Regions from separate parts of the Zea mays genome. Here region 2 is linked to region 1. A link is a contact called in public Hi-C data. All regions are on one chromosome and are shown on one strand. Each heading gives the region's core, a stretch centred on a gene start, on an enhancer-like site or on the middle of the called end of the contact. The rest is flanking DNA. Distances are from core to core; before and after follow the strand shown. Region 1 holds the start of LOC100191206. Region 2 holds the start of LOC100284124 (glycerol-3-phosphate dehydrogenase).

What was found. Hi-C and Micro-C count contacts between places; a contact is called where the count stands out from the background.
Region 2: a contact with region 1 is called in a Hi-C map of leaf, with 7 times the contacts expected there. The contact joins the promoter of LOC100284124 here to the promoter of LOC100191206 in region 1. A contact is called at or near these places in 3 of 25 Hi-C or Micro-C datasets (ear, leaf and tassel).

The regions. Positions count from the first base shown.
Region 1 is chr3:146,482,870-146,485,569 of Zm-B73-REFERENCE-NAM-5.0, reverse strand. It overlaps LOC100191206, which reads right to left and starts at 1,357. Exons shown (of 3, transcript NM_001136641.1): 1 at 990-1,357; 2 at 632-787; 3 at 1-447. The coding sequence starts at 1,279.
Region 2 is chr3:146,726,529-146,729,228 of Zm-B73-REFERENCE-NAM-5.0, reverse strand. It overlaps LOC100284124 (glycerol-3-phosphate dehydrogenase), which reads right to left and starts at 1,279. Exons shown (of 11, transcript NM_001157021.2): 1 at 606-1,279; 2 at 80-156. The coding sequence starts at 723. LOC100193309 reads right to left here. Exons shown (of 4, transcript NM_001367020.1): 3 at 2,475-2,660; 4 at 2,085-2,339. The coding sequence ends at 2,334.

The sequences.
Region 1 (2,700 bases), core at 108-2,607:
CAGGGCCGCCGGACCAGCAGCGGCACCATGTCTTCCAGCAGCCCGCCGTTGGTGATGTGCTGCTGCTGGTGGTGGTGGTGGTCGTGGTCGTCGAAAAAAGCAGGTACATCGTCGTCAAGGTCGTAGCAGAAAGATGCTGCTGCTGGTGGTGGTGCTGGTGCTGGAGCCATGACAGCAGCTCCCAGTGGGCCGGTGGTGATGATGTCTTGTTGGGCCGGGCCGTGGAGAAGGTCGTCGTCCATGACGACGATGGGCTGTTGTGGTGGGCCGGCGCCGAGCTTGGGCTTTTTGGGCTGCGGCGGCGGTTGCTGGTGGTGGAGGAAGTGCGAGTAGGTGTAGTGCAGGTGGAGGCCCTCGTAGGTGACGACGAGCGTGTCCGGCTCGTCCGTCGACCGCTCCACCTGCTTCTTGGCGTTGCACCGAGGGTTCGTGCACCGGTAGTAGCTCCTGCACAGCACAGCACAGCACAGCAAACTTACTAAACAAGTCGATCTGGATACAGAATTGGGATTGCCAATGCACAGCTAGCTAGCAAGCACTGCCAGTTTTGGTGGCTGGCCAGACAGATCGGGTTGCACTCATTCATGATCAGTATCTATTATTGTACTAGCTATATTATATGTATGTATACCTTGGGTTGGGGCTGTTCTTGATGGATTTCTGGCCGTATTTCCTCCATTTGTATCCATCCTCCGCAAGGCTGCTGCCGTTCCCACAGGTCTTGATCTTGAGCGTGTACTTGTTCTCCATCTTGCTCATCAGCACCTTCTCCGGGGACGATAAAGCCCTATGTATATACACATACGCCATGCATTCAATATGATTCTTCATATATATATATATATATATATATATATATATATATATATATTATATATACACAGGAAGATAGATCGCGGATTGATGGATTAAGATCGAGCTAGCTAGCTAGTAGAAGACGCTCCAATATTTCTGATTGTGAGAACGAATTGAGCAGACGACGTACGTACCCTGGGCCGGCGGAGGAGTTGTTGTAGTTGCGAGCATCCACGTCGCCGCCGCCGGTGAAAGAGAGCGCGCTCTCTATGTCGCTGATGGTGGGTCCGGAGTAGACCGTGGAGATGAGCTTGTTGAGCATGGAGTCCCGCCGGCGACGGGGCCCTTCCTGCTGCACCGCCGCCTCGTCGACCATCATCATCATCAGCTCCTCCGGATCTGTCGTCCAGGAGTCGTACTTATTAGGCGGCGGCGGCACAGGCACAGCGACTGATGATGTCGACGATCCCTCCTCTTCCTCCATGGCAGACAAGCAGTTACAAATTAAAGCTAGTAGCTAGTAGTAGAGAGCGAGAGGAGAGGAGAGAGGTTGATGCATGCAATGCAATGCAAGAAGAAGCCACCAACCCAACCCACGGGAGGAGGGTGTATATATAACAACAATTAATGGTAATGCAACTATATGCATGCCGCTAATTTTATTTTATTCCCAATATACCCTCGACGACCCAGCAATTAATATATATATATTTCATGTGTTGTTGTGTTGAATCATTAAGCTGCTACGTATGTGTTGTTGATAACCCAAGGGTGCAATAACGACTAATATAATGCATTTGTGTCAACGTAACCACTAAAGATGACTAGCTAGCGTGCATGATTAGCTAGCTAGCTAGGTCGCCGCCGCATACATATATGGATCGATAAGGGCAGATGTGTTGAACCTGCTGCTGGCACCTAACCATACCCTTTTCTGTCCTAAAGAGAGTCCTACAAGTTTGTCTAGCGCCGTGGATAAATGGAGTAGGCCTCACCACACACTGCACACAGATTAGTAAAGCTAGCTACTCCTGCCTTGAGCTCTTTATTAACTTGCCTGCCCCAAACAAACTATATATTATACATGCATATGCATTAATGCATTTGCATTATTTGCTACGTATATGTATATATGTATAAGCAACATGTAATATATGTATGCAACTTATTATGTAATAAATAGTACGTACCAATTAATAATTAATTAATATTAAATGGTAACGCGCGAGGTAGCAAGTAAGCCAAGCAGATCGTTGTGAACCAAGCAAGCAACTTTAATTTATCTGCCCTATAACGATCAGTCTACGTACCAAACAAACCCAAACCCTTTTTTGTTTTCAGAATGAGAAAAAAACTACCGCGCGCGTCCGATCTGGTAACAAACTAACTATGTTTTGGTCGCATTAGGAGTTGACCTTTTGGGTTAGCATGCAAGCATGCTGGCTGTCCCTACGTGTATGTGTGATGGATGGATCACGATCGAGAGAGAAATCGAAGAGAAAAAGGCAAAGGAAAGGACCAAAGGCAATTAATAGGCCGGGGAGACGAAGCCAGGGGATACGACAAGGGGTTGACCTGACCTTGCCTGCAGCGCCGCGCGCGGGATCTCATCTCATTGCTTGCATGCATGCATGATGTCGTCGTCGTCCTCGTCCATATGCGATGCATGCATGTCCCATGCAGATACGATATATGCTGGCTCGCATGCATGATGCATCTATCTATCTATCGTCTCTCTGTCGATAGTATATACTATATCTCTAGTCGATCTAGACCACCCATGCATATGGTCGTATACTCGTATGAATCGATCTACCGCATGCATGCATGTCGCCCGTAAACACTTCTCGATCAGCAGCAGCACAGTACTGCATATATGCATGGGCGCGCGCTGACCCAAGCCCA
Region 2 (2,700 bases), core at 30-2,529, 240 kb before region 1:
CATGACATATGTAAGCCATTTTAACATAATTTCATCATCTAGAAACAAGATAAGGTAATGTGCTTGAACTAATTCTTACATTCTGTTCGTTAATGGACTCAGATAGCTTCCTGCCTGTAGGCAGTATTTCCTCAAACACCCACATCCTTACTTCATCTTCAGAGAGAGAGAGAAAAAAAAAGAAATTAAAAGAGATGTGTACGTAGGTAATAATAATAATACAGGGAGTACCTAACATCAAACTCTGCATTGATCAGTCATAGCATTTACAGCAGTAGTGCTTATGCAGTTAGTGGGCAAAAGATGCAGATAGTGGCATGGACCATGCCCAATTGTCCATGCATAGAGGGAAGATTGGTGCATGACTGCATGTCTACTGTATATGGATGGAGACGTCCCACAAATTTATATGGATCGAGACCCCCCACAAAATTAAAAGATAAGATAAGATGTAGGCAAAACAATCTTAGTATGCTGGTACATAGGAGAGGATTATATGTATGCATCCAGAGAAAGGAAGCAAATTAGATATAGAATGATATAAGCGATCGAAATGGCAGCAATTGAAAATATTTGAAACAGAAGGAGACAGAGAATGCGCGTACCATAGAAGGAGGGCAGCTTGGCGGTGTTGGAGGCGATGAGGCGGGAGGCGACGCTGCCCCAGTTGCCGCTGCCAATGACGGCCACCCGGTACTTGGCGTGCCCGTTCTCCATCTCCATCTCCGGCAGGCGGGCGGGAGGACGGCGGGGGAGTGGTCCGAATTAAATAATGCAGATCAAGAAGCCAACCACACCGCCGCCCGGCCGGCGGCAACAGCTAGAGGAGATGCAATAATCGGGCAAATCAAGAGCAATGACGGACGGCCCGAACCTAGTAGCAGCAGGAGGAGAGGAGAGAAGGAATGTGAAATTGAAATTGAACGGAAGGGCAGGCAGAAGAATATAATGTCCTGCTGCCCGTGGTTATGGTTCGCTTAGATAGGTCGGAGGGGCGGAATCCCCAAGAAATAATCGCATGTGGTTGCTGTTTCCTTTCCTCCCCTCCCTTCACCGCTGCTTTGTTTTTGTTTGTTGGCAAAAAAACGAGGCGACAGTCGCTGCCATTTCGTCCTTGGGATTGAGGAAGACGGAGACGGAGACGAAGAGGAGGAGCAGGAGAGGGAGAAGATCCCGTCTCGTCTCGGGGGTATCGACCGACTAGGCCGCCCCGCCACTTGGCCCAGCAAAACCAAAGGGATCCATCATCGATTCGGGGCCCAAACCACCTCACCTCATCTTTTTTTTTTATTTATGGTTCATTCAACGCCGCAGCAAATAAAGCCAGACTTTGTATGGTCATGCTGGTATCCTCCAATTAGAGATGGCAATAGGTAAATACCCACCGGGTATTACTACCCCATACTCATACCTACGACACAAAAATAACCCCACCGGGTCACCCATATACACTGGCGGGTATGGATTTACCCTCATACCCATACCCATGTGGGTATGGGTCACCCATCGGGTCACCCGTACCCACAAAAATTATACAACTATCAAAATATTATACTATACAAATGGCAAGTATATCCATATAACTACCATTACAAAATTTTCTAGCATCATTTAACCATCCATTCAACACACCAAAGATAATTGGATAAAGTAGTAACACTATGATAATACTACATAGCACATTACATGTTCCATTACATGGTCATTAAATTGTTGTTAAATAGTAAAAAAGTTGGATGACTAAAGTCCAAGTTCATGCTTCGGATAAGTTTATATTGGGTATTTTATACCCACGGGTTAACGGGTATGGGTGAAGGCAGAACGTTCTAATACCCGTTTACCCATTGGGTGAAAATTTTTGCCCAATAACAGACCCACGGGTAGAATATTTAGCCCACATACATACCCTAATAGAGTAAATACCCATTGGGTATCGGGTCGCGGGTACCCATTGCCATCTCTACCTCCAATATGCACAGCATAGTACTATGTATGTGATTGCACCCCAGGCTCGGTTACCTCTCTCCCCTCCGGACTCCCCTTCTTCCTCCCCACGGTTTATGCAATGCAAGTGCCGCCTCTGGTTGTCTTGAACATACATACATACATACATACATTATATATATCTGCATACACAATACATAAAAGGGGAAAAAAATCGATAGAATTTTGGTACAAGCTTGTTAACATGACAACCCCAAGCAAATTAGTGATGATTGCCAAGCAACAAACTCAGGACATCCATCAGCTGTTGACATGTTTTTTTTTTGGAGAGGTAAGGTAGTACGTGAGCTTCGTACAGTTGCGGCGTCAACATCCATCCTCTGCTTCTGCTAGAGCTGCAAAAAACCACCGAATGCTGAATGTTCTGTGGCGACCTGCTGCTGTTATGTGGACGCGCTTGGTAATCAAGAAATTGGGTGCCTTCTGGATGTCGTAATAATAGTATATCCAGCAGCAGCTGGGAAAGTTACCTCGTGCTGTAATCTCTGGATCCTCCTATTATGTGCTTGTTCTCTGATGGAGACAAGGTTGTTCTTGATCTCGCTACATATCCTTCCTTCAAGGAGTCTCACTGGAACCCAGAGCTTGGGCTCCAGCTCAACCACGTAAGACAGTGTTGTCTCCAATTCCTGCTCCTCAGAATTCTCCCCACCAGCCTATGCAAAACGCATGACAGCGGTGTATACTCTTTGATCA